Linked DNA regions of Mus musculus: region 1 is linked to region 2. A link is a contact called in public promoter capture Hi-C data. All regions are on one chromosome and are shown on one strand. The core of a region is the stretch at or near the end of the contact, and the rest is flanking DNA. Distances in the headings are between cores, read along the strand shown. Region 1 holds the start of Ostc (oligosaccharyltransferase complex subunit (non-catalytic)). Region 2 holds the start of Fam241a (family with sequence similarity 241, member A).

The links. Promoter capture Hi-C pulls out the DNA fragments that hold promoters and counts their contacts.
Region 1: a contact with region 2 is called in a promoter capture Hi-C map of pre-B cells, with 5 times the contacts expected there. The contact joins the promoter of Ostc here to the promoter of Fam241a in region 2. A contact is called at or near these places in 4 of 39 promoter capture datasets (the 3T3-L1 cell line, hippocampal neurons, liver and 1 more), 1 of 115 datasets of contacts at active chromatin or transcription factors (astrocytes) and 1 of 9 other capture datasets (liver).

What each region holds. Positions count from the first base shown.
Region 1 is chr3:130,708,107-130,712,303 of GRCm38.p6, forward strand. Ostc (oligosaccharyltransferase complex subunit (non-catalytic)) reads right to left here and starts at 1,338. Exons shown (of 4, transcript NM_025509.3): 1 at 1,131-1,338. The coding sequence starts at 1,269.
Region 2 is chr3:127,894,530-127,898,940 of GRCm38.p6, forward strand. Fam241a (family with sequence similarity 241, member A) reads right to left here and starts at 1,794. Exons shown (of 2, transcript NM_027482.3): 1 at 1,505-1,794. The coding sequence starts at 1,654.

The DNA.
Region 1 (4,197 bases), core at 88-2,587, 2.8 Mb after region 2:
GCAGCGAAATTCCCCCCAAACCCCATTCTAAAACCACCAAAACTGTGGCCCAATAGAAAGCTGAGGCTTCTCACAAAAACTGTCTCCAAAGGAAGCAAAAGTCAAGAAACAAGCTGGCAAGAATGAACACTAAGTTCTTAAAGCCCAAGGCATTAGGTGTCATATTCACGATTCACTGTGCTGAGCAAAAGTGAATGTTAACGCCACACACACCAGGTAATGTCTTTTTTTTTTTTTTTCTTAAACAACAACAACAATGTTTAAAGTGGCCTTTAGCATTTCCGTTAATGTGCACTCCGTAGAATGCCAACTCTACAGTTAAATACTGTCTTCTACCTCTTCAAATATGCCAAGTAGCCTCAGAAAGCAGTTAAGCAATAGCAATATGTCTACACACACCCTAAAAAAAGTTGAACCACTTTTGCTAACCAAAAATCTTTTTAATTTTCTGAATTAAGTAGTACACTACTTCCTAAATTCCTGAAGCCCAGTCCTGGATACATCCTGGAACTGTCGCTCCAAAGGGTGCTCTAGAGCCTGCAGACGGACTGCCAACTCACCAATAGGCAAAGCCACACCCCTCTGCATTTTCCACTTAAGGGATTTGGTGACAGATATCTAAAAAGCACTGCTTCCCTTCTATTTTCTGAGTCCCATTTTCTGCCCTCTGAGATACACCATCTTTTTGCAAGCCTCAATTCCAATCTCACGTATTTCTCAAAAAAACCGTGGCTTCGGTAAGTTCCCTTCTCATTCCTGTGATTTGACATAAAGCAATCCAAGCCCCTGGGGTCTGAACTAACAAACTCAAAGGTTATCAGATCTCTTCCACGATTTCAGGGTCCTCACGATTAGTTTAATAAAAGTCCCACACTCTCTCGACCAACCAAGGAAACACAGTGATTCAAAAATGATGTTCCCAAGACCCTGGTCAAACAATGCACAGCAAGAAATAACAACTAGCTGGACTTGACAATTATATCCAACTCAGCGCTCGAAGGAAAAAGCGGGCAGAGAGGAGACCATCTCTTTCCAGTGAAAGGCGTGAGCCTACGGGGCCCGGCTCGGGGGCCACGCGCCTCCGGAGCGAGCAGCCTGCGCGCCCACCCGACCCATCACGGCCGAGTTACCTCCGGTAATGAGGAAGTAAGATACCACTACCAGGGCGTACACCGTCATAGCCGACGGCATGTGCACCCAGGGCGGTTTCTTCAGCTTCAGGTTGGGGCATTCGAGCACTAAGAATGGGACTCGGTACAGAGTCTCCATGTCCCCGGCGGTAGGGCCAGCCCTCTGGCCTCCAGCCTCCCGCACCGCCCGGAAACACGCCCGCCTACTGCGCATGCGTAAGCCGAGGACCACAGGTCTGTAGAAGTCAGAAGGAGACAAGATATTCACTGTAGAAAGAAAGAAATTGCACTAACCTGATAAATAATATACATATTTAAAAATAAATAATAATGGTCGTTTTTAGGCTTGAGTGTGGGTTAGAAGCTTTTTTCTTACTGAGAGATCATTGTTTATTATATACCTTCCAGGACCTGCAAGGCGTCCTACGTGGCCAAGCCACAGAAGCGGAGAGATTAGCATCCCCACTGCCCCGCCCACTTGCTGACGCCACCTACTTGAGAGCTGATTGGCTGCTGGAAACTCTTAAGTTCATAGAGCTGGAGGATGAATGAAAGTTTAGATGTGTGCTCCCTTTTAGTATTGGAGGTCTCCCCTCGGGGCTTTAAAAAGCTCTAATTCGCTGAGCTTTTTCTTCATGCTGTATAGCGACGCTAATTGGCAGTAATTGCCAAAGTAGTATGGGCTTTATAAAAAATAATAATAATAAATGAATAAAACCCACACAGTCCATGTCAACCACAAACTGTGACAGAACAAATATTACTTTAAACCATTTTCAGTCACGCCTGAGTTAGTAAAAATCACCCAGGCCAAAAATCTTGAAGTCATTCTGGTTTCTCACCTTAATTACCTGCTTAGTAGGGCGCCGGCTTCAGCACCATAAATACTAAAATTGGAACGGAAAATCCTGCCACCTGGCTACTTCAGGTGTCTTCCTGCCAAGGTATCAAATGTAAATAAGAAAGGACTTTACTAGCTAGAGACAGTAATCCTGATCAATCAAGGAAATAACGGGCTATTATAAAACAGCAAGGAGGGGGGAAATGTTTTTGGAATACAGAAGCTCCGCTGCAGTGCCTCTTATCGTTCCCGTATCCTATGATAAAAAGCTTAAGCAACATAACAAGCCAATGGGGGTAGAAATGTTAGTGGCTTGGACCATTCAGATTTTAAAATTTGAGCCACAGCAGGAGTTAAGGAACTAAAATCATCTACTGTTAGTTTTACTATAAGCAACAGAAATATGAAGTGTGAACTGGCGATGAATATATTTTTTTTCAAAAACATACAATATGGATATCATGTCAAGCTGTGTCATACCATGCTTGTATTTCATTAACTCACAAAGCTGGAGTACCGCCGGGCAGTGGTGGCACACACCTTTAATCCCAGCACTTGGGAGGCAGAGGCAGACAGATTTCTGAGTTTGAGGACAGCCTGGTCTACAGAGTGAGTTCCAGGACAGCTGAGGCTATACAGAGAAACCCTGTCTCAAAAAACCATTAAAAAAATAAATAAATAAAAAGCTGGAGTAACATTGCCCAGATCCTTCTCACTGCATAATTATTTTGGTTTTCTTTTTTTTCTCTCTCTCTCTTTTTTAAAAAGGTGCCAGGATCAAAATTAGTGCTACAAATATGCTAGGCTGAGTTAAAACTCTGAAACGTTTTTAATTAGAAGAAACATCATTAGTTTTAAGAGACAGTATTTTTTTTAAACTACGGTCATTATTTCTAAAACTTTAAAATACTAAATTGAAAATGGGTAGATTAAATAAATATCTGGTGAAGCATCAATATAGTGAGATACTGGGGAACCAGCACATGTGATGCCAAAGAAGTTCATTTTTCCTGAAATGGAGAGATGCTCAGGGCAGGTCTGAAATGAAGAATAGCGGGAGTGAAAAAGAGGCCCGTGGAGAACTGACTCATTCATGTGTGCATTTTTCAGGCATCGTGCACTGACGAAAGTCTAAAGGAACATAAAAACAAACGTGTGTGTGATAAAACTGTAGACTATGCCTTTTCCAAAATACTACCAATTACATACGAACAACGTTTGTATGTAATATGCATGTTCAATATGTTATATTCTATGTTCGAAAAGTTTAAAGAGTTCCCAGTTATAACATGGCAGTTACTTTCTACCAAAGAATACAGTGCTGTGTTCTCCAAGGATTAGCTGGTTATAGTACAGTATAGTATAGTATAGTATAGTATAGGTTATATAGGTCTGCTTGTATCCAAGAGATGGTGGATATTTGTTATGATCAGAAACTCGATGTCATAAGTTCGGGGGCAATGTCTGCTTTATTACTGAATCTTCAGAGCTTTTGACCAGCTGGCATAGTAGGACCCATTAGCTACGTGTTGACTGGATCAGTGACTGAGCCTCTTCCATAGCTTCAGACTCTTCAGTGTGTCCCCTGACGATTGTGCTTTCTTCATGTATCTTTGGTTTTGTTTCTTTCTCTGCATCTCTGGCATCAGCAGCCCAGAGACATCATCTCTGGCCTCTGGGTCACGCCACATTGTTTCCAAGGTGCTATTTCTAAGAAACCGAGCAGATTTCAGAAGATCCACGGCGATACCATCTTTACTGCTAGCTACAGAGAAGTAAGGACATGGGCCGGACAGGAACGTTGGATTGCCGTGTAGTCTCAGTCTCTGCTCTCTCTCCATTTTCTGTCTTACACCTTCTCTTCTTACTCGATAATTGCTTTGTGGAAATTGTGCACGTGCTCGGAAGACATCGCCTGACCTCTCACACTTTCTTCCCCATCCCTGCGGAGCTTGGGGGTCACTGGGCTTCAGTGGGGTGCTGGTATTGTTCACCGTTCACTCCTCCATCAATTCCTCAAACATGGGTGGGGTAAGTAGCAGGGATGAGTTCTCGCCTGTGTGCTGCTGGCTTCAAGGTAACCAGCGCATGACTCTCGCCCTCAACAAAGCTTTGCCCCCAGGTGCAGACCCATAAGCCTGTCCTCTTGGCACTCAGGAGGCTCAAGCAAGGAGCACCATGAGGCTGCGGTAGCTGTCATAGGAGCATAGGAGACTCACACATAAT
Region 2 (4,411 bases), core at 544-3,043:
CTTCAGATAGTATGTGTACAAAAACAGCTCTATCTATGTGACATTGCATGGATTTTTAAATTTCATTTGCAGGTTGTAAAAAAAAAAAAAAAAAAAAAAACCAAAACAAAACCCTAGATGATAGGCTTTGTGATACTGTTGCCAAACGATTGATCACAAAAGTTTGCTTTCTGCATTATCGAGTTGGGCTGTACCAGTTCTGAGCTCCTGATAAGAAGTTCCCAGGTGCTGATATAGTAGGATCTCAGGTGTGTTTTTTTCCATGAGTGTGAGGACTTAAGAGTATACAGGTAAAGTATGTAGCAAAATTACAACGACACAAGCAACATGCAGAAGCAGGCAGGAAAATGAAATTTCATAGTACAATAGAGGAAGCAGGCATGTGATAGGGTATCTATTCTCTAGAATGTATATTTAATTTTTTGTTTCATCCCCTTTCCTTGTTCTAGTAACAATATCAGTAAGACTAGAGTTCCTGGCGCTGTCCATGTCATTGTATTGCTAAGGTCCAGAGATGGTTAAGGGAAGGATTTCACATATGCCATTACAACCATTTGCACATTTACTTTTGGAAAGGGAGTTTTAGTTGCTGGCTGTGTTTTCCAGTTGAGCAAGAGTAAGAGGAAATCAAGACCTTCTCTATTGAGACATGCATGGTACAGTTTGGTAAGAACACCGCCCGCAAGGGCACCAGCAAGATCTCCTAGCTACCAATTTATTTGCTTCAGTCACTGGCTCCTATATTGTCACATAGATGAATAATTACTGTCTACACGGTGATCAAGCCCACATTAGCATTATTTTTGTTTCTTAAGTAATGGGTTTTATTAATGTATTTAGTTATTAATGTACTTAGTGATATTAGAGGACAAGTTACAGGTATTATTAACTGATGATTCCAGAAGTCTAGGCTTACTTATGTGATTTCTAAAGGTCTTTGTATCTGGGGGATTTTTGAGTAGCTAATTACTGTACTGCCTGTAAAAAAAAAAAAAAAAAAATCGTCCCACGTAGAACTCCATCTTTACATTCAACTGCTAGTCTAGTCTTACAGATATCTGATGTTATAATTTCCCTTAGTCTTCTCAATGATATCCAATTCTGAGAACTTTAAAAGTACCCAGTTTCCTTATTATGTCTGTTACTAAAGCTTCCTTCCCTTTGGTGCTCACAGCAGGCAATTTTCTTTTTTTTTTTTTCCTTTCCACTTCTAAAATGAAGTTCAGCTCTGCTCGGTGGTGCTGTGAAACTTGCTCTGGGAGAGTCCCGGTGTCACCTAGGCACCGACCCGTGCTTCCCGATCCTCTGTGCGGGCCGTCCGCCCACCCCGTCCAGGGCGCGTGCAGTGCTCGGAATTCGAGCGCACGGCGCGCCCACGTAGCGCAAGTTGCCGGGTGGTTTTGAGGTGAGGCTCCGGAGGGCATTTCCACCGAGCCCGGCCCCGCCCGTCAACCGCTCGCCGCGTGCCCAGCCGCCACCCCGCGGCCCGCGCGCCCGCGCTCACCTGCTCGCCCTCGTCCTGCGGCCGCCGGCGCCGCGGGCTCGCCCCGTGCTCCGGCTCCTCAACCCGCCCGGCCGGCGCCGCCCCGTCCTCGTCGCACTCCCCGCCGGCGCTGCCGGCGCCGCCCCGCAGCAGCTTCCTGGCCGAGCACATCCCACCGCCGACTCCGGCCGCCCGCACGGCTGCCGCTGGCCACACCGGGACTCCCGACGCACACGGGAATCCTTAGAAGCGCGCCCGCCGGCCTGGGGGCCAGAAGTGCAGGAGCCGCCCGCCCCTCCTGTCAGCCGCTCGCCCCACCCCCAGCTCGGGGGCGGAACCCCGGGGGCGGGGGCGGGAGGAGGGGCGGGGCCATAGCGGACCGCGGCCCAATGAAGGCGGGACCTGGTGGGTTGGGCAGGGTACTGGGAGGGGCGGGGCCAGGGAGGGGCGGAACCAAGGGAGGTGTAGCATTATTCCAGTTAGTGCATGAAACTATGAATGAGGCCATAGGCTCCTGAGGGAGGTTGTATGTGTCTGACACCTATTAAAGTATATGACATCTGTGAAATTGTGTATCTGTAACTATCTGTACACAACAGACAGATATCCTGTGGTGTGTGTGTGTGTGTGTGTGTGTGTGTGTGTGTATGTGTAAAAGACAGAGAGAGAGGAAGAGAGAGAGTGTCAGAGGTGAGGAACACTGTAACAGACTACATGAGGGAGATTATGTATGAAATCGGCCATAGGTGCATGAGGGAGATTGTATCTGACAGGTTTTTAATGCATGTGAGAGCCCATGTGTGATTGTGTGTGAGTAACTATACACACACACACATACACACACTTAGATGTTGTGTTTAGTGTGTGTGTGTGTGTGTGTGTGTGAGAGAGAGAGAGAGAGAGAGAGAGAAGGAGGAGGAGGAGGAGGAAGTTATGTGTTGTGAGAAAGTGTGTGTAAGAAACATTGTAACAGACTGTAACCAAGTGCTTACAGGAGATTATATGAAAAAGACCATTAGATGCATGAGACCCTGTCTGATAGAGTATTATAAAAGCCTGTGTCTAATTGTGTGCCTGTACACAACAGATTGTGGAAGACTGTATACCAGAGTCTTTTGTGACAGGACAGTGTGGGAGATCATAGGTGTTGAAAGTTTGTGTGAGGATGTAGGTATACAGAAGAGGGCAACTGAGAATAAGAAGCTCATATGAGAGGGAGCTGTGTGCATGAAGGTGTGGGCACATGTAAGAGGTTCTGGGAGTGTGAAAGACCACCCAAACACACAGTATCCCTCCATACCAGCTGCAGCGGGCGCTCAGCTGTGCCTGGGTGTGCTGTTGGCTGCTTGTGCCTAGGAAGGAATGCAGGCTCTCTGTCGCTTGTTCCTCCCCTTTTGCCTCCTCTCCCTAAGCATCTCTGAGTGACCATGCCTATTTCTCTCTGCTTCCTAGTGTGTGTGGCTTGTGGGAGCCCTGGGCTCATTTCCTGGTCTCTCTGCCGTAGTGTGCATTTCTAGAAATGGTTTAAAAATTCTCAGCGACTGGTAAGAGAGAGAAATCGAGTTTCTTTTTCTTTTTTCTTGCTAGCCCATCATATAAGGGTAAACTGGGGGGCATGAAAGTAAAACAACGAATGGTTTTGCTTTCCTTTAATCCGTGCATTGAGGAAAAGGTTATGGTGTAGCTGGTATATCAGACTGTCGATGGAAATTATTTCCTATTTAACAAATAGGCCCAGAGACGAGTAACTCGTTTGGGAAAGCCTCTTTTAAAATGCCTTCAGGGGCTGGAGAGATGGCTCAGCGGTTAACAGTACTGACTGTTCTTTCAGAGATCCTGAGTCCTATCCCCAGCAATCAGATGGTGGCTCACCACCATGTGCAATGGAATCCAATGCCCTGTCCTGGTATGCAGGTATACATGCAATAGAGCACTCAGATACATAAAATAAATAAACCTTAAAAAAAGAAAAGACTAGTACCCAAAATGTCTTTAGGCCCAGCCAAGGAATTAAATAGGCAGGGACTTACAGGCTTATTTTAAAAAGTGGTTTTGTTTTGTTTGGGCTAGGCAGAAGCTTGTCCCTTTTGCTCACACCTAACACACACACTCTCTCTCTCTCTGTGTACTCAGTGTCTCACAAAAACACCCTTTCTTATACCCAGTCTGTTACACTTTGTAATGTAACCTAGTTTCTTTCTTACAACAGCATCTCACAAATCCTTCTTAATGGTTTCTGCCAAACATACACCGTCCCTAGAGACAAGAAAAATATGCTTTTGGACATCACAAATTAGAAAAAAAAAAGAATCTGGCTTAATGTCTGTCTTAAAGGTCTTTAAAATCTTCGATGACAGCAATAAATATTGTATGTACATAATCAGAAAGAGGAAAGCATTTAGTGGGAAAGGCTGGGAGGACAAGAAAGAGAGTGTAATGGTGTGTGTGTGTAAATATGACCAAATACTCTCTCTTCTCCTCCCAGCTTTTCTCACTAGACACTTCCCTCTTTCCAAACAGGGTGGCACTGGCTCCTGGTTATATACATTATCATTCTTTTTGTCTAATGGCAACATTTCATTTGAATTTTGGAATTTTTCTCTTGACTATTGTTCCCTATAAATGATCTTTAAGAAAAACCAACTCGCCGGGCGTGGTGGCGCACGCCTTTAATCCCAGCACTCGGGAGGCAGAGGCAGGCGGATTTCTGAGTTCGAGGCCAGCCTGGTCTACAAAGTGAGCTCCAGGACAGCCAGGGCTATACAGAGAAACCCTGTCTCGAAAAACCAAAAAAAGAAAGAAAGAAAGAAAGAAAGAAAGAAAGAAAGAAAGAAAGAAAGAAAGAAAGAAAGAAAGAAAAAAAAAAAACAACTCTAGGATCATATGTAGCAGCCCAGAGAACCTTAACCTTCCCTGCCAACCCTGTGG